Linked DNA regions of Mus musculus: all the other regions are linked to region 1. Evidence: chromatin contacts called from public HiChIP or PLAC-seq and promoter capture Hi-C data. All regions are on one chromosome and are shown on one strand. Each heading gives the region's core, a stretch centred on a gene start, on an enhancer-like site or on the middle of the called end of the contact. The rest is flanking DNA. Distances are from core to core; before and after follow the strand shown.

Region 1 (3,636 bases), core at 139-2,638:
CCAGCACTAGGGAGGCAGAGGCAGGCGGATCTCTATGGAGTTTAAGGCCAGAGTTCCAGGACATCTATGGCTACACAGTAAAACAGTCCCGGAAAGGGGGGGGGGGGGATAGGGAATGGAATGAGATGGTAAGAAGCCAGCAAGCAGCATTGTCAGGTAGGACACAGATGAAGGTGTCAGTGAAAACCTGAAAACCTGTCTGGAATAAGGCCTAGGGACATGGTTGAGGATGGTGACAAATTGCGGGGAGGGGCTACAGCAGAAAGCGAGAATTGGGGAAAGTGACTGGACTGAGAGCTGATAGCGAACAGCAAGAGCTCCGTAATAGATTGGAAACAGCCTTCACTAAGTGAGTAGTCAGCTGTGAGGATACAAAGTAGCAGGTGAAGAAGTTCCAGAAAGAAGAGGCGCATGGGAGAAGCAAAAGATGATGGGGGGGGGGGGGGAGTGGGAGAAAGACAGTGGGTGATGATGACAACTGGGGAACGACCCGGAAGAGGAATGGGATGGAAATAAAGGACAATAACAAAGCGAGCGCTTGGCAGTGGGCACTGGTAGGAGGAGATGAGCGAGCGGGGAGGGAACGCTTGATAGGTGGAAAGGTCACCACCAGCGGGGCCCCTGATGAGGAGGGTGGAAAAAAAAAAAAAACCCAAAGATGAGATAGGGAACACTGACAACTCCCCAGGCCCTGTATCCAAGGTCCGCCCCACCTCTACAGCCACCGACAGAGGTGAGGGACCTTGATAGGAGCAGAGGTGGACAACTGGGAGGGAGAGAACCAGGCGGCCACTAAGAGGCTGAGACTAATTCTGAGAGTGGGGAAAAACTGACCACTGACAGGCCAGGAGCTGGGATAGTAGCTAAAAGGGATGTTGACTGTCAAGAAGGGTGAGCGCTGAGGGAAGGGAAGGGATGGATGGATGGATGGATGGATGGATGAATGAATGACGGCAGTGGAGAGTGCTGGCTGACCGGGAAGCAGACTGATGGAGGCGCTGACCCCCTGACGAAGCGCAGGGTGACAAAGGCGCTGCTCTACTGACAGGGCGCTGACCGCACAAGCTGAGTGACAGCAGGACGCTGACGGCCCGAAGGCGGTGGGGGGTGGGGGTGTCCCTCCTGTCCCCGGGCCGCAGGAAGCGGTGGGCGCGCGGCCGCACTCACCTGCCCAGCAGGCTGGGGGTCGCAGCGACTCCTCCTCCGAGGGAGGCCCAAGCGAGGCCAGGACGCTCGCAGAGGTGAAGTGCGGACGGCCTGGAGCGGGCCGCACGCACATGGGCCCGACCCCGCGGCGCGGCGCCTTCGGACTCGGGCGCAGCCGGCGGGAGGCTCGGGACCCGCTCGGGACCGGCTCGGGGCCGCGGGCGAGATCGCTCCAAAATGGCGGCGGCGGCGGCGGGGGCGCGCGCGAGCGAGCGAGCGGGCCGGCGGGCGAGCGCGCGGACGGGGGAGGGGCGGGGGCGCGCCCCGGGGGCGGGGCCACCGGAGGAGGCACAGAGTGGCGGCCGCGGTCCAGGGTCTGTCTGGTGGAGTCGCGCTGGGGGAACGTCCTGAGGCGTCCCCGTGATCGAGCTGGCTGTGCTAAATAAATCCTCTGGGCACCTTCAAGTCCCCAGAGCGGTGCGCGCGCTCGTCTCCGCTACGTCCTGTTTCTGAACTGGACTGTCCGCTGATCTACTTGGTTTGTTTGTTTTTTTGGTTTTTTTTTTCCTTATTTATTTATTTATTTAATGTAAGTACACTGTAGCTGTCTTCAGATGCACCAGAAGAGGGCATCAGATTTCACTGCGGATGGCTGTGAGCCATCATGTGGTGGCTGGGATTTGAACTCAGGACCTTTGGAAGAGCAGTCAGTGCTCTTAACCGCTGAGCTAGCCCTTTTTACCTTTTTTTTTTTTTTTTTTTTTTTTTTTGGTTTTTCGAGATAGGGTTTCTCAGTGTAACAGAGCCCTGGCTGTCCCGGACTTGCTTTGTACACCAGGCTGGCCTCGAACTCACAAGAGATTCTCCTGTCTCTCTGCCTCTGCCTCTGTGTTGAGATCAAAGCCGTTTTGTTTTGTTTTGTTTTGTTGTTTAGTTTCGTTTTGTTTTGTTTTTTTTTTTTCTTTTCTTGGATACCGATCCTTGTTGTCCAGGGCTTGTGTACGTCACATACGTGGCCATCTAACATGGGTTGAAATGAGTTCAAATTAAATTAATCTCTAAAATGAGACTGATTTCCGGTGGCAGTGTGAGCCATGGGAAAATATCAAAAAAAAAAAAAAAGAAACATGTAAGGAATGTGTCAACACATGCTAGCTATGAACTCACTCACTCTCAGTGGCAAGTTCACTACCGCTGTGCGAAAGTATAAGCCGGCGTGGGTGGTTGCACTTGGGAGACCAAAGCAGGAGGAGTTTCAGGCAAGCAAAACATACTGGCGCACATCTTTAATACCAGAGGCAGGGGGGATCTCTGCCAGTTCGAGACTCGCCTACTCTACTCTACTCAGCGAGTTCCGGGTCAGCTAGGACTACAGAGTGTAAAAATGTCTAAGGGGGAGACATTTCTGGGCCCTTCCAAGATTTTTTTTTTCTTTGAAGTGGTGCTGCTGTGTTTCCCCCTTTTCTCAGCAGAGGGCGCCAAAGAGACACTGTTGGAGGAAAGGAAATCGATTTTTTTTGTTTTGTTTTCTTCCCCGGTTTGGAAAGCAAAATTGGAGGCGCCTGGGTTCGCGGTGTGGTCTCTTGCAGCACAGCTTTTCCCAGGCCATCCTGACTGAAGTGATACCCTGAATACAGAAGCCGAATGTGCTGCAGAACTGGGGCTTGTGCGGAGATACCAAACACAGGGGATGACCCACTAGTCCCATTACCGCAACAGCGAGCAGGTGCAAGCCTGGCCCTGACCTTTACACTATTTTTAAGTCCAGGCCAGAGTTCACGTATCAGAAGCAGCTCTGAGCACCCTCTTCCCAGACACACACACACACACACACACACACACACACACACACACACCACCATTTTTTGTGGGTACTGGTCTGACATATAAACTGAGGAAACAGAACCGATGAACTGAATCTCCATCCTTTAGCTCCCCCCCACACACACACACACTTTTTTTTCTTTCTTTCTTTTTTTTAAAAGATTTATTTATTATTATATGTAGCTGGCTTCAGATGCACCAGAAGAGGGTGTCAGATCTCCTTACAGGAGGTTGTGAGCCACCATGTGGTTGCTGGGATTTGAACTCAGGACCTTTGCAAGAGCAGTCAGTGCTCTTACCCGCTGACCCATCTCGCCAGCCTTTCTTTCTTTCTTTCTTTTTTCTTAATTTTGAGCTGGGCATTTAGTCCCAACATTTGGGAGATTGAGGCAGGAGAATCGGTAGTTTAAGATTAGCTTTGGCCACTTACTGAGTTCAAGGGCAGCCTGGGCTATTGAGACCTGTTTTTTTTTGGGGGGGTTTTTTTTTTTTTTGGTTTTTTGTTTTTTTTGGTTTTTTGTTTTTTGTTTTTTGTTTTTTGTTTTTTTTTTTTTTTGGTTTTTCAAGACAGGGATTCTCTTTATAGCTCTGGCTGTCCTGGAGCTCACTTTGTAGACCAGGCTGGCCTCGAACTCAGAAATCTGCCTGCCTCTGCCTCCCGAGTGC
Region 2 (3,914 bases), core at 236-2,735, 460 kb after region 1:
AATTTTCAAAAATTATTTTGAAGAAGAAAAACGGAGTCCCTCTTCTGGGGCTAGAGAGATGGCTCCTCTTGAGATGATTAAGAACAGTTCCAGAGGGCCTGGGTTCAATTCCATTCAGTCACAGGCAGCTTACAACCGAAACTGTAACTCTAGTTATAGGGGATTCAACATTCCCTCAGAGACATACTTGTAGGTGAAACACCAATGAACATTAAAAATAAGAGATTAAAAAAAGTTCCCTCTTCCAAAATATGTCTAGGTTTGTGTAAATTGATGAAAACCTATCAGCACACTGAGACTTTGAAACTTCCTAAAGATTCAAAAAAATTTTTAACTAGATCTTCTCATGAAAATAAAAGCCACACAAAAAGTCTATATAAAAATTTATATAGAAAAAAGTTTATATAGATTACAGAAAGCATGCACCAATGTCTTCATGCACAAGCCACTCCCTCAGGGTGTAGAGCCAAACTTGTAGCTTCTCAATTCTGCTTAGCATGGAATTAATTCGTGCCTTGCAACTACGTTTATTCAGAGTACTAAAAAAAAAAAAAAAAAAAAAAAAACTCAAAACTAAAATTTCCCTGGTCTTATTAATTTTTATCACCACGATATAAAGGGGAAAATTTCTTTCTTCCTACCAAGTCACAAGAATGTACTTGCCTTGGCTGACTGGCTTTACGAAGCCAGAAGGCACAAGTGTCCTTTTAAAAACTACACTTAATCTTATCCTAATTAACTTCAAAAACAAATGACTTCCCTTTTTACAAACGCCAGAACCGCGACAGCCGCTCCTCCTGAGGCTCGGCGCTGCAGGGACTTGAAAAGACGCGCTGGAGCCTCGTGAGAACCTCCAGACGGAGAGCGAGGACCCGCAGCCATCCCGGGCAGAAGCGAGTGGGTCGCACCAAAAAGGACAAAAGGAACAAAAAATGACGGCAGGTACTGCGACCGTGAAGACGCTACGGAGCCAAAGCGTTGAGTTAAGTTTCGTTAAGCCTCCGCGGTCAGACCCAGACGCACACGCTTCAAGCTAGGCAGGCACCAAGAAGCGTGACACCGACCCGTGTCACCGCCGTGCCGCCTGCCTGCGCCCCTTCCTGGACACGCGCGCCCACCGGCACCGGCTTGGGGGACGCCACGACGTGGCGGGAGCCCGGCACCTGACGAAAGGTCCCACGGGGCGTCCCGCGGTCGCTCCCCTCCGCGGCCTGGGCCCGCCCGCGGCGCGAGGCGCAGCTGTCAGAGGCCGGGCCGGGCTGGGCCGGGCCGGGCGCAGTCTCGGGACACAGCCTCCACCCGGCCCGCCGCGCACGGACAATGGCGCGGTTCCCCAACCCCTGCGCGGCGCCGGCCGTCGAAGACGCCACTGGAGCGTCCCGCGCGCACTCACCTGAGGCGCCGGCTCCGCGCTGCGCTGCGCGGGCCCGCGGGCTGCGAACAGCGCGACGGGCGCGCCCATTCATTAGCCGCTTTGTCTGCCCCCGCCGCCCCTCCCGCCGCCCCAGCCCCGCCGCCCGCGACGCCGCCGGACGCTGCGCCCCTCCCAGGGCCCCGCGCGGGTCGGGGGCGGGGCCCGGGGCGGGGCTGTCGTGCGCAAGCGCAGTCCGTGCGCACCTGCCCCGCCTTGGGGGGGGATGCCTAGAGTACGGCTGGATGGGCCCCGGCTAGGCAAACGGGGCGGAGCTACGAAGACTACGCAGGCGCAGTTTCCCCTCGCCCCATCTCCGGAGGTCAGGTTACTCCGGCGCAGTCTCACACACACGAGGTCTGGTCGCTGGCCTCCTCCGTCAAACTACGCAAGCGCGGTCTGGCGCACCTGCCCTGTCGGGCGTTCGGTCCGAAGACTACGCAGGCGCAGTCGCCACGGCGGTTGGTTGGAATTGCTGCGCGTTTGAGAAGCGCGCGTTCTCAGTGGTTTCTTCTTAGGGCTTGGCCGTTAGGGTGGTCCTGCGCTCTCAACGGCTGGCCGCGGAGCTTCCGGGCTTGTGGTCAAGGCGGGCGCCTTCTCCGGGGGCGTTGCGCGCAACCACTTTCAGTAGCCCTTGGGTGGAGGCTAGACACAGCAGGTGCTAGCTGCTCAGGGCCTGGGGCCATGTTTGGGTAAAAGAAATAAGGAGCTGAACATTGAACGCCCCAGTTCAGATGCCTGTGCGGACCATGTAATTTCTGCAGGTGGAATTTATCCCAGAGGTCCTTCTCTGATGACACTTTAGACCACAGCTTGTTCTCTTATGCGGGAGTTCTGTCCTACGCCCATCTCCTGTTCTGCGTGTTTAGGAGTTTCCTTCTGTGATTGAGGTGGTGGTGGTGCGGTCGGGGGAGGCGTCGAGTGCTGATGTCACACCTTGCTTACCCTGATTCACCATCACTGGTCAATGGACATGGTTTGGGATTCTGTGTCTTTAAGTTCAAGGGAAGGTGGTTGGGCTGCCAGTGCACTGCTGGTGGAAGTCATCATTGGTGTGGAACCCTGAGCCTGGCTTCTGTCTTCTTCGCCTTCCATTCAGGGAAGCTGATGTTTGTGGTGGAGGTGGTGGCTCCATATGAGACTCAATGGGGAACAGCAGAAAGACCTGGGTGGAGGTCCTCAGCTAGCAGGTTCCCGTAGGGTACAGAAGTTTTTTCCCAGTAACCTTCCTCTCCTTGTTATGCCCCTCGTACCCTACACCCCAGAGGAAAGAGAACATCTGCCTTCATGAAGGATTTCCGAAGCCCCAGGAGAACTGTTGAGACATGGGTTCTTGAGCTATAGAGCTAAGGGGTAGCGCCTAGAACAAGTAAAGTAGCTAGGAGAGAGTTTGAGCTTTAGCTTAGGATGTCTCAGCCCAGCCGGAAAGTCTTGACGAGCTTCCATTTGTTTATACAGAAGCACCTGCACAAACTCTTCACCTGGAGATGGCCCCTCTGTGCTCCTAGCCCTGCACAGGCTGTGCAGGGGAAGAAGGAAAACGGGAAGTAGAAGACAATGAGGGTGCTTGCCTGGAGCGCACGGAGCAGGCTTACCCTTCTGGAACTTGAATAGTGTCAAGATGTCGAGGGGTTTTGGAGGGTTAGGAAACTGCGTGTCCACAGAGACCGTGTAAAAGGCAACCGCCACCTTAGACAAAAGATGGTAACACTTGAAATTCTACCTGGCTCTTATTTGCTATGTTAGAATGAGGCAGTAGGTCTAGCAATGGAGAGGTGGATGCTACAGGCAGAGCATCAGCCCTTCCAGAGGGACTGTCCCTGAGAACGGGGAGATCAGGCAGTCCATCTGTACTCATACCCGATTTCCAAGAAGACAGGAAACCTCAGGACAAGGGTTTGCCTACTATATGATCCAGGGCAGAAATCTAGTCCCTTGTTTCTAGGTACGAAGGAGCCCCTCCCCCCAAAGGTAACCAGGCAGAAGGCACAAAGGTCTTCACAGTCTGCTCCAGAATGACCAGTCCTTAGCCAGGCGTGGTGGCGCACGCCTTTAATCCCAGCACTCGGGAGGCAGAGGCAGGCGGATTTCTGAGTTCAAGACCAGCCTGGTCTACAGAATGAGTTCCAGGACAGCCAGGGCTACACAGAGAAACCCTGTCTCAAAAAACAAAAACAAAAACAAAACAAAAACCCAGAATGGCCAGTCCTGAGCCCTGGGATCTTGGAGCTACACCGGTGGTCACTAAGCAGTCTGAGTATATCAAAGTAGCTAAAGTAGCTTTTGGGTGTTACACAGGTACTGTTTTGTTTTGTTTTACATTTTTTCGAGACAGGGTTTCTCTGTATAGCTCTGGCTATCCTGTAGACCAGGCTGCCCTCGAACTCAGAAATCATGGTTAGTTTAACAGGTGGGTGCAGGCACCAATCAAAGGGTGTGCATTGAGTTATGGCCTGGATACTGACCTATCTTGGATAGGGGGTTCTAGCTCACTCACTCCCAG
Region 3 (3,461 bases), core at 617-3,116, 330 kb after region 1:
GAAGGAAGGAAGGAAGGAAGGAAGGAAGGAAGGAAAGAGAGAAAGAGAAAGGGGGAGAGAGAGAGAAGAGAGGAAAGAGACACTCCCAAGGATGCAAGTCGGCCAGTGAGCTGAGGAAAGCCCCCAAAACATCATCTGGCTACAAGTATATGGCTCTTCACAGCCCTCAACCTCTGTTTGTCGTATTTCACAACCTTTGTTTCAAGCACACTCTGTTGGTTGGATAATGCCAGGATCAGGAAGGCTTCCAGGCTTCCTCCGGCAAGTTGGCTTTTTTTCACGTGTTGATTTTAATGTAGCTTTTTTTTTTTTTGAGGGGGAGTTCCCCATTGAGACATGGTCACTCTGTATAGCCTTGTTTGTCCTGGAACTCAATATGTAAAACAGGCTGGTCTCCAATTAACAGTGATCCTCCTGTCTCTGCCTCCCAACTGTCTCTGCCTCCCAAGTGTTAGAATTAATGGTCTGTGCTAACCACACCCTTACCCCACCCCACACACACACACACACACCCCTTGCCCCAGCTTGATGTCACTTTTTTTCAACTCCAAGTTCAGTGAGAGGAAGAGAAGCCAGGAAGAGCCTGGGCCTTTGATTAAAACACCTGGGAGACATCTCAACCCATCGTTGGAACAAAGGGTTCCCGAAGTACAGGCAGGAAGGCCAAGGAATCCGGTCTTGGCACTATGGGAAGCGCTGTTGGGCAAAAACCCCAATGAGGGCTCCTGGGCCCCAACCGCCAGCCCAGAGAGCCAGGTTGGCCAGGCCTGAGCGCAAAGAACCCAAAACAAGGAGTAGTCAGGCTGTGTCCTGGTGCTGACAGGCAAGTGGAGTGAAGACACATCCTGCCAAGTGGAGCTTTGCGAAGATGCCACCTGGTGAGGACTGGGGAGGGTGGAAAGGGCATAGAAACCCGGAGCTTCTGGGAGTCCGGGCTGTAGGGCTAGCAGAAGGCGAGAGTCGGCTCAGTCTTCAGGCAGGATGGAGGACCATGTCCCTGTGAGCCTGCTCCTGGTCTAGCTCCCAGACTCTTCTGGAGTCATCCTGAATCAATACGTCTTCCAATTAGAATTCTGGTTATTTTAATGGTGGTTTTAAACTGCTGCTTATTATGTTGAAAGTTAATAGATTGGAATTGCTTTTTTTCTAAAGCTCTGCCCTGATTCCGTTTAAACATTGCTTTGTAAGGCTGCGGATTGTCTCGTTTGGTGTGAATCCCCGGTCCTCTACCCAGCAAACCGCCCCCGACCCGTGCCACGTAAATGACAGTAAGCATAGTTTTGCGTTTCATTGGCTCCAAGAATGTGTAAGGACAAGACACAGAGATCACGGAGCACATGGAGAGGCGGTGGGGATGTGAGCCGACCCAATGATTGGGCCTAGGAGATGGCAGAGAGGTGGAAGCTGTTCTGAGGCTGCGGGTGGGGCCGCGCATGAGCACAGCACCTGGAGGTTGCAGGGCCACGTGTAGGATGTAAGAACTGGCTTTGAGGAGAAAGGGTGACTCAGCGAGAGTGTAAGCCACTGCGATGTGGGAGAGAGAAGGTAGGCGAGGTACTCCTCGCCTGGATCAAGGTAAAGTGACCTTTAAAAAGGGCATCTGGGATACTCTGGGATGGAGTGAATTAGATCACCTACCTCCCTGTGAAACCATAGTTTCTTGGGCAGGTGCATCCTGGCTCCAAGCAGAAGCGCCCCCCCCCCCCGGGGGACCAGCCAGGAGCTGGCACAAACACATCCCTGGCCCCACACCTCCCAAACGGAGGTCTGGTTTCCACCGTGTCCCTGTCCTCCGGGCCTACTGGAGCAGGTTCACAGTTCCCCTGGGGCTGTAGTGCACAGGTGGGGACCAGCAGCAGCTGCGGGGCGGTTCCTGCGACCTGAGACTCATCCTGGGAGCACAGAGGAGGTGACTGTCGCCAGGGAGCAGACAGGGTTTGGCTCCTGAACCCTCTGGGCCAGGGAAAGGGGTCACATCTGCTATAGGGGGAAGGGCAAAGTCTCCCCTGGGCCTCAAGCTTCGTGATTAAGGAAGGCAGCCAGGAATACAACCTCAGGGCTTGAGGCCAGGTGAAACTTAGAAGTCTGATTTCTGCCTCAAGTTCCCAGGAGCTGAGCATCTGATAACCCCCTGTTGATACCCCACCACCCCAGCTTATTTCACTAGGGAAAGGACCTCCAACTGCAAAGAGCTCACTCAGACACCCAGGGAAGCTGCGGGCTCACCTCTCTTCCTCATTGTTTACTCTGATTCTGATTCTTGATGGGTGACCCCGTGTGTGTGTGACCCCCATGAGGGTTTGCAAGCCTCTGAGCTTGGGCTTCCTGGCGATTCACATCTGGGTTCTCTGGTTTCCATACCTGAAGGAGTTAGGTCTCTTGCATCTGTGTATGTGCAGACCTGTGTCTACTCCCAGCAAGCTCGCCTTGCCTTTCCCTTCAGCCCTTCCTCTCTAGCATGCACTTGCGTGCATGTGTACGGAGGCTAGACCTACATTCCCTCCGTGCTGTTTCCAGACCATCTCTCCTGCTCTGCTGATCTTCGCACCCGTCATTTTCCCTTTCACCCCACATGCTGACGAATAAGGCAGAGTGAGACCTACCACTATCTTTTAAAGACAAGGCCTCACTGTGAATCTCTGACTGGCATAAAACTCACCGTGTAGACCTAGACAAATTTGGCGTGTTCCTTCTGCCTCTGGGTGCCGGGATTGCAGGCTCAACTCCCACCATGGCAGCCTGCTAGCTCAGACCTGGTGTTTGTCTTAGTCAGTGTTCTATTGCTGTGAAGAGACACCATGAGCCAGGCAATTCTTATAAAAGAAAGTGTTTAATTGGGGCTTGCTTAGAGTTTCGGAGGCTTAGTCCATTGTCCTCATGGTGGCATTCAGGCAGACATGGCAGCTGAGAGTTTTACATCCAGAGCAGCAGGCAGCAGGGAGAGAGAGCCTCTGGACCTGGCTTGGGCTTTGAAACATCAAAGCCCTCCCTCAGTGACACACTTCCTCCAACAATGCCACACCTCCTAATCCTTCTCAAGTAGTGCCCTAATGACTAAGCATTCAAATTATAAGTTTTTAAGGTCACTCTTATTCCTACCACTACAATTTTAGTTTTTCTAGTTCTGTTCCTCCCATGTACATTTTAGAATCAGTTTATCTATGTTTTCGCTAAAGATCCTACTAGAAACAAGCATGGTGGTATACACATAGCACTTGGAAAGTGGAAGCAGGAGGCAGGAGAATTATGAGCCCCCCAAAGTTGAGCCTCACCTATATGTCAAAGTCCGGTCTAGCCTGAGCTACATGAGACCTGCATCTAAACAAAGGAATCCTACTCAATTTGGTGTTATCTTGTGTTAGCATCTTGCTTTAGCAAGATGACTTAGTAGGTAGAGTGACCTGAGATCCATCTCCAAACCCACATACAGATGGGAGGAAGGAATTGATATCACAAAGTTG
Region 4 (3,690 bases), core at 728-3,227, 260 kb before region 1:
TTCCAATTGGGGCTCTGTGGGAAAAAAAAGGGGGGGTGGGGGTGGGAGAGAGTTCACATCTCTAAAGACAGGTTGGCCTTCAGTGCTCAGCTTTGAACAGAGCTGGCGGCAGGCAGATACCTCTTTCCAAGTTTTCCACAGCTCTAGGTCAGAGCTGAGCCCAAGCAACCTTCACGTGTACACACACCTGAGTCCCCCAAGAACCCAGGGGAAACGTACCTCGATTTGCATAACATCGCAACCCCACTCGGGCTCTCCAGAGAATAATGCGCAGGTCCTGGGGTAGTTCCCCAGCTAGCAACGGAAAGAAAGTGCTTCTGGTTGATTCCTTTCAAATTACAATTCACAGTGGCCACCAGCTGGGAGAGATCCAAATACAGTTTCAAAGATTTCTGGGCCACAGAAGAGCTTTCTGTCCTGACTCTAAATAGAAGGACTACCGGCAACCCCCACCCGTGCACAAGTCCAGAAACCGTGCTGGAATGTGACACTAAGAGAGCCACTAACTGAAGATTGCTCCCCCCCCCCCGCCCCCAGCCACCCCCCACTTCACATGAGGTGTGCAGTAGCCTCAGTCAGACCCAGCTCCTTCCTGTGCCATCTCTGGGGTCTCTGCAGTTTCGAACTTTCCTCCTGCAGTTTCTTGCAGATTTCATCGGGAGAATTCCAGATGCCCAGAGAGCCAGGCTTCAGTGAAAAAAAAAAAAATCAATAAATCAATGACCAGTTTACTCGTCATTCTGAACCACCCTCATTCTGCTTGCCAGAGGGCACCTTCAACTCAGTGTCACGTGTTGTCTGCTCCTGACCTGAGCCTGTGTTAGACCACTGGGTGATCCTGAGTCTGATCCGCTACTGTAGTCGGGAGGCCCTTCCAGAACCCTGTTTATCTCCCCCCTGGCTCCAGCGTCTTCCTTCCTGGGTGCGCAGGTCGTGACCATCTTGACGCCAGAGGTCTTAGAGTGCCACTCTGTCTTGGAGAGGAATCAAAGCCAAGAATCTGGACAAATGACTTCCCTAGGAACAGCCACCTGCAAGGAAATACCCTGGAAGAGACTTGCTCCGGAAAAGTGACTCAGGTCAGGGGCTTTTGGGGGCGGGGAGATCTGGGAAGTCCAGTTACCACAGGGACCTTTAGATGTTAAAGTACACTAAGAACCCACCCTTCCACCCTCTGAGGGATATATCTGTTAGTCTCCCTTAACAGTTAAAACTGATAAGAAAAAAAGGTTATATTCAATAATGTATAAATGAAGAGTTAGAAACAAGTCATGTTGTCTTCCCATTAGTTCAATACTAATGTGCCCTAAGCTATACCACACAGGAACCCAGCAACCCTTCTCAAACACCAGACTCACAGACACACATCCCAGCTCTAACACCACAGATACACACACACACACACACACACACACACACACACACACACTCAACCTTAAACACCAGTTACGCGTGTAGAAGGGAAAGGATTTTTTTAAATAATTTGATACATTGTGTTTCACAAAATTCACCAAAGGTGGTTGTGAGCAAAAAGCCAGCAGCCAATCAGATTTGTCTTCCTGGTTTGTTGCAGTCAGACTCCATGGTTTTTGCCTCTTTGCTCAGTCAGAAGGGGGATGCTGATGTTTTTTCAACAAGGATCCCTCAAGTATCTCATCAGAGGAAATGAGACAAACAGCCCACCATTCGCCAGAGGAACTCCAGACACGCATTTAAGAGCGACACAGCAGGAGAGCCAGATAGCTGTAGTGCTGCACTGCTAGGCAGTCCTGAGCCTAGCGCGCAGGAGCAAAGAACGTAAGGTTACCAAGCCCAGCACGGGACACCCCAACCGGCGCAGATAAGGATCGGGAGCACGCGAGCAATCTCCAGCCTCACCCTATCCCGCCCCGGTCCCAGGTCCGCAGCAGCCCCACCCGGAAGGTTCCCATAGGCACACAAACCCGCTTGGCTCGGCTCCCCAGCTCCGCCTCGCCCGGTCCCAGCTCCACCTAGCCCCGACTCTGTACCGCCCAGTCCCAGAGCCCGCCCCTTCTGGGTCAGCCAATTGTCACGTGACCGCGGGCGTATCCGAGACTGCCTGAGATCGACGCTGTCTACCACCAGTTCCTCCTCAATTTCGAACCGCCCTTGTCCCATGGCGCTGGAGCCTCCCGGGTCAATGTGAAGTGACTTCTGCTCCTGATCCCAAGCCTGTGCTGGCACCTCTGGGTGAACAGGGTCAGATCCCCGCTCGTGACGTTAATGAAGCCCTGGTCCTTTAGGGGCTCTGTGGAGTTACACCCCAGGCCACCCCCTTCCGAGTTCTGACAGATTCGCTGGAGCTTCAGAGAGTGGACCTACAGACAGAAGGATTATTTGGGTCTGGCGGCTCAGGGGAGGAGGAGGGCTCGGGACTGGGGCCTCAGGTAGGGGCTGGCCTGGGCGCTCAAGGAACGAGCCTGCTGGAATCGCTCTGCCTTCCCTACCAAGGGACTGAGGACACAGGCCCATCTGTATCTCTGTCATGGCCCTGGGGACCCTCTTTTTGGCATTGGCTGCAGGCCTGAGCACTGCCAGCCCACCTAACATCCTGCTGATCTTTGCGGATGACCTGGGCTATGGGGACCTCGGCTCCTATGGGCACCCCAGTTCTACCACCCCTAACCTGGATCAGTTGGCTGAAGGTGGACTACGGTTCACAGATTTCTATGTGCCTGTGTCTCTGTGCACGCCATCTCGGTGAGTGAGGGACCTTTGCCCCTCCCCTCTCCCCTGGCTCATCCCATTTCTGTCTCTCTGTGGGTATGTCCACCATTCTCCCTCTTCTCTCTGGGTTCATCTCTGTGGGACTCGCAGATAATGGATTCTGTGGTTTGTACTACAGGGCCGCCCTCCTGACTGGCCGGCTCCCAGTTCGATCAGGCATGTACCCTGGAGTTCTGGGGCCCAGTTCCCAAGGGGGCTTGCCCTTGGAGGAGGTGACTTTAGCCGAAGTCCTGGCTGCTCGAGGCTACCTTACAGGGATGGCTGGCAAGTGGCATCTTGGAGTGGGGCCAGAGGGGGCCTTCCTGCCCCCGCATCAGGGCTTCCACCGATTCCTGGGCATCCCATATTCCCATGACCAGGTACAAACCAGCCGGACCCTCTGCTGCCCCCCAACACACACCCAAGCCCGCATACCAACTGTACCCTAACCCGTAGCCAGTCCTCCCTCACACTAACCGCTCTCTGCTCTCCCCAGGGTCCCTGTCAGAACCTAACGTGCTTCCCACCAGACATCCCCTGCAAAGGTGGCTGTGACCAAGGCCTTGTTCCCATCCCACTACTGGCCAACCTGACAGTGGAGGCCCAGCCCCCTTGGCTGCCTGGACTGGAGGCCCGGTATGTGTCTTTCTCCCGAGACCTCATGGCTGATGCCCAGCGCCAGGGCCGACCGTTCTTCCTGTACTACGCTTCCCACGTGAGTGACCCTGGCCCCGCCCCCTGACTGCCCAAGACCTGTACCCAGCCAGTGCTGACTCCAGTCTCTGCCCCCAGCACACTCACTACCCTCAGTTCAGTGGACAAAGCTTCACCAAGCGCTCAGGCCGTGGGCCATTTGGGGACTCCTTGATGGAGCTGGATGGAGCTGTAGGGGCCTTGATGACAACTGTGGGGGACCTCGGTCTGCTGGAAGAGACACTAGTCATCTTCACTGCAGATAACGGG
Region 5 (3,625 bases), core at 141-2,640, 350 kb after region 1:
CTAACAGTCGCCGGAACGCCGCACCACCTGCTCACCATCAAAGTCAGTGTAGACCGTGTCCTTGAGCACCGCGCCCGAGCCGAAGTCGATGAGCTTCAGCTCTCCCGAGCGCAGGTCCACCAGCAGGTTCTCGTCCTTGATGTCGCGGTGCACGACCCCACAATTGTGGCAGTGCCGCACAGCGGCAAGCACCTGCGCGAAGAAGCGACGCGCCAGCGGCTCGTCCAGGGCGCCTCGTTCAGTGATGAAGTCGAAGAGGTCCTGTGCCGGCTCGGGTCGCTCCAGCACCAACAAGAAGCCGTCGGGCCGCTCGAACCAGTCCAGCAAGCGGATGACGCCGCGCGCGCCGCCCGCCGCGCCCACCTTGCGCAGCAGCACCACCTCCAGGGGCACGGCCACTCCGCCCTGGGGGACAAGGCGGTCATCGGACAAAGCCAAGGCAACCCACACCCGCATGCCCCGCACCCGCACGCCCCGCACCCGCATACTTACGAGACTGCCCCACTCGGTCACCCGCTCCTTCACCACGTGCTTCACAGCCACCTGCGGGGAAAAGAGGGGGCGACACGCGAGCGGTCAGACGGGCGGCCGAGCGTGGCGATCGTCCACGCGGGTGCGCCCGGAGCCACGACTCACCGGGAGTCCGTCGGCGATGCGGCTGCCCGCGTAGACCGTGCCGAAGCCGCCGCTGCCCAGCACGGCGCCCACCTGGTACACCTTCTCGAAGCTCTCCTTGTCAGCCTTGGCTGTGGGACAAACAATCGGGTTGATGATGACCCAAAGCCACCCCCCGGCCCCCGCCCAGGCCCCCTCCCTGGTCCCCACACATACCTGGCTGTAGGATCTTCACTGGGAGGTGGTCCACGCCGCCAGGCCCGCAGAGGTGCGCCAGGGAGCCGAACTTGGACAGCAGCATCGCGGGTGGCCTCGCGTGCGGTGCCGCCTCTGACCCGTCCGGCAAGGACGCGGGAGGGCGGTCTTCCTGACCGCAGACAGCGCGGCGGATCCCACGGCCCCGAGGCCGAGCGCTCAGCGGGGCAGCCGCGCGGCGCAGTTGCCCGGTGGCCGCGCGAAAGCGCGTAGACGGCAGCTGGCCGAGCAGCTCACACGCCCCGGCCGCCTCGCCCCGGGGTTTTGGACCACGGAGATGTGTATCCTTCCGCGGAGGCGGGGCCGCCTGAAGCTCCGCCTCCTTCCGCCCGAGGCTCGCTTTGCGGTGTGGCTGTTTTGAGTCTCGCAGGGCGGTGCTGGGGAAGCCGGACGCTCCCTGTCGTTTCACCAAGGGCTGGTGGCGCGCGGGGACGACGACCCGTCCGGACTAGCTTGCCGTAGTAGAGTCGCGGAGGTGCACGGCGTTCCGCGGCTTTCACGGCGCTCTCACCCGCCCTGCGCACGCGCAGCTCGCGCGCGGGCGGCGGCCCCCTTATGTCTCCGGCAGCGCGGGCGGGGCCGCATAAGCCAATGAAAATCGAGGTTTTGAAAGGACACGGGGACTCAGCCAATGGCAGCGTAGGGCGGGGCCTTCCGAGCCTCGCCCCCCAGGCCGCGCTGAGGAAGGTCACTCTCCGGCTCCGCGAGTTACGCGTGTTGTTCCCTCGTTCTTCGTGGGCGTTTGTGGCTGGGGGTGTGCGAGGAGTCGGCCCCCTCTGAGAAGCGGAAGTCCGGGAGGACAGTCGTGCGGCCCTGAGGCCTACGCTGACACTAGCTCTGTGTGCGTCACCCGCTGCTCGCGCGCCACGATGCGCACGTGGCTGGGCGACAGAGAAAGCATTGCCCTCAGACCTCTCAACCCAGCCTCAGCTCCCTGGAGCACACCTTGAGTGTTCGCCCATCAGCTAGGCTCAGATCTCATGCTCCTAGCTGGGTACTTATGAGAGCCTCCTAAACCCTAGATCCTCCCTCCTGGGAACTTGTCCCTCTGCTCTAAGGCCATCTGACAAAGTGTCCCTTTAGCTGCTCACAACTACCAAAGGTCCTTTGTTGATGACTATTATGCCCATAGTTCCGTCCTGAGCAGCTCAAGTAGACACAGCCTACAGCAGTCTCCCTGTGTCCTTTTTACCTATACCTTAAGACACCAGTGAAATTAGACTCAACTGTTGTTGACCCCTGGCTAAGTCACTGACCCAAGAGCAACCCAGGACTTGGAGTTGTCATCTGTCATAGCTGGGTGAGAATGAGTTGAGAGCCATTGCTCCCTGGACTTCAGTTTGATGTCTAAACGATTCAACTGTCGTTCCTGAACTGCTACTACTTGGGGGATCTGGAGCCTGGCTTCCCACTGGCTTATCCATGTTCCTCCACTAACACCGCAATCCACACTTTCTCTCTCTGGAACCTTTCTGAGGCGCCTACTGCCTTGACACTATTTGGGGCCCACCTGGTTTCCTCACCCCCTTTCTGTCTTTGTGGCCTAGACCCTCAACAGTCTGGACACACTCAGGCCCTCGGAATAGGTCTCAGGTTCTTGGAGCTCTGTCTGGCTGTCTCCTAACATGCTTTCCAGGAGCTGACCACATCTGCCAAGAACAAAGCTTTCCATACCAGCTATCAGCAGGGTTTACAGGGTACCTGCTCAGGTGTGGGGGAGGGGCGGGGGTTGTCTGCCTGTGGGTGCTTTCAAAGGACCAGCTAAGAACCCAACAGGGCCTGTGCTCCTCCTGGCCAGGACAATCTGGTTGTATTGGACCCCAGTCTTTCGGGAGAGGGAGGGAGGGATCCTTGAGAACTGTCTAGGTGGGTAGTAAATTCAATGGTGAAGAATGGCTGGGGTTCCCTGGTGTCTCCCTAGAGACCCTCACCCAGCATGTGACCAGGCTGGCCTCAAACCCATAGAGATCCTCCTGCCTCTGCCTCCCCAGTTCTGGGATTAAAAGTGTGTACCAGCACCAACCGGCTCCCAAGTGATTTTCTTTTCTTTTTTTTTTTCTCTCCTGTTTGTTTGTTTTTTAAGACAGGGTTTCTTTGTGTTGTCCTGGAACTTGCTCTGTAGACCAGGCTGACCTTGAACTCAGTGATCCACCAGCCTTTCCCTCCTTAGTGCTGGGATTAAAGATGTGTTCCACCACCACCTGGTTCCCAAGTGAATTTCTAAGCGGGTTCATTCCAGATCATCCTGGCCTTCACCCTGGCTAGTTCCTCTTGTAGTTGGCCTTGGGAGACCAGGACCAGAAAGGACCCCCCTATCCTTGGTCCCTAAACTTCTGAGGGGTGCTCCTGACACCTCGAATCTTCCCATACTAACTTACCTTATGGTGCTGTCACTCATAGCTCCTCTCTCCTCCCTTCCATGGTAGGCTGAGACCCCTTCATTGTACTAGAGGACTTGGGGGTGGGGGTTTATCTTTATTGTGTGGTAGATCAATTACTCTGTGGGCCCGTGTGTGTGTTGAGGACCCCAAACCTTCTAAGCCCCGTGATGTTATCAGAATAGGCCATGGCTCTCACCCCCAGGAATCATACATCCAACATGTGGGGGGGTCTTGTCATATTCCATTTGGCCTGAAGAAAGGTCTGGTAAGAGGCTTTATCTAAACAGCTATCCATGCATCTGTTCCGGACAGGCATTTGGAAATCCCTGTGTCCCCAAATAATCCTGCCCCACCCCCTACCAGCAATGGGCATA

Evidence for each region. Promoter capture Hi-C pulls out the DNA fragments that hold promoters and counts their contacts. HiChIP or PLAC-seq counts read pairs in DNA pulled down with a chosen protein or histone mark. Capture Hi-C pulls out chosen DNA fragments and counts their contacts.
Region 2: a promoter capture Hi-C map of liver shows a contact between it and region 1. The contact joins the promoter of Zbed4 here to the promoter of Ppp6r2 in region 1. A contact is called at or near these places in 4 of 39 promoter capture datasets (hippocampal neurons, liver and pre-B cells), 2 of 484 Hi-C or Micro-C datasets (B cells and embryonic stem cells), 1 of 115 datasets of contacts at active chromatin or transcription factors (memory CD8 T cells) and 2 of 9 other capture datasets (adipose tissue and liver).
Region 3: a contact with region 1 is called in an RNA polymerase II HiChIP or PLAC-seq map of embryonic stem cells, with 9 read pairs. The contact joins the enhancer-like site here to the promoter of Ppp6r2 in region 1. A contact is called at or near these places in 4 of 484 Hi-C or Micro-C datasets (cerebellum, embryonic retina and embryonic stem cells) and 5 of 115 datasets of contacts at active chromatin or transcription factors (effector CD8 T cells, embryonic stem cells, pro-B cells and 1 more).
Region 4: a promoter capture Hi-C map of liver shows a contact between it and region 1. The contact joins the promoter of C230037L18Rik here to the promoter of Ppp6r2 in region 1. A contact is called at or near these places in 3 of 39 promoter capture datasets (hippocampal neurons, liver and pre-B cells), 2 of 115 datasets of contacts at active chromatin or transcription factors (the SCID.adh cell line and pancreatic cancer cells) and 2 of 9 other capture datasets (adipose tissue and liver).
Region 5: a contact with region 1 is called in a promoter capture Hi-C map of pre-B cells. The contact joins the promoter of Pim3 here to the promoter of Ppp6r2 in region 1. A contact is called at or near these places in 21 of 39 promoter capture datasets (the 3T3-L1 cell line, 3T3-L1-derived adipocytes, the C10 cell line and 14 more), 7 of 484 Hi-C or Micro-C datasets (CD4 T cells, CD8 T cells, cerebellum and 4 more), 16 of 115 datasets of contacts at active chromatin or transcription factors (bone marrow-derived macrophages, effector CD8 T cells, embryonic forebrain and 12 more) and 3 of 9 other capture datasets (adipose tissue, liver and pancreatic islet).

What each region holds. Positions count from the first base shown.
Region 1 is chr15:89,209,311-89,212,946 of GRCm38.p6, reverse strand. Ppp6r2 (protein phosphatase 6, regulatory subunit 2) reads right to left here and starts at 1,388. Exons shown (of 25, transcript NM_026813.2): 1 at 1,168-1,388.
Region 2 is chr15:88,749,282-88,753,195 of GRCm38.p6, reverse strand. It overlaps Zbed4 (zinc finger, BED type containing 4), which reads right to left and starts at 1,485. Exons shown (of 3, transcript NM_181412.3): 1 at 1,394-1,485.
Region 3 is chr15:88,879,851-88,883,311 of GRCm38.p6, reverse strand. No RefSeq gene overlaps it. Among named protein-coding and RNA genes, the nearest start is that of Gm38643, 3.9 kb to the left of the region's middle. Within about 2 kb of position 1,866, at least 10 of the 459 cell types and tissues checked have an H3K27ac peak or open chromatin away from gene starts, as enhancers often do. A contact at or near this core is called in embryonic stem cells, where this site is marked.
Region 4 is chr15:89,474,539-89,478,228 of GRCm38.p6, reverse strand. C230037L18Rik (RIKEN cDNA C230037L18 gene) reads right to left here and starts at 1,977. Exons shown (of 5, transcript NR_077233.1): 1 at 1,944-1,977; 2 at 810-970; 3 at 582-687; 4 at 220-359. Arsa (arylsulfatase A) reads left to right here and starts at 805. Exons shown (of 9, transcript NM_009713.4): 1 at 805-1,079; 2 at 1,574-2,721; 3 at 2,867-3,107; 4 at 3,224-3,442; 5 at 3,520-3,689. The coding sequence starts at 2,507.
Region 5 is chr15:88,859,959-88,863,583 of GRCm38.p6, reverse strand. Pim3 (proviral integration site 3) reads right to left here and starts at 1,390. Exons shown (of 6, transcript NM_145478.2): 1 at 832-1,390; 2 at 637-746; 3 at 493-543; 4 at 36-405. The coding sequence starts at 916. Gm33049 reads right to left here. Exons shown (of 3, transcript XM_006521646.3): 3 at 1,078-1,751. The coding sequence ends at 1,104.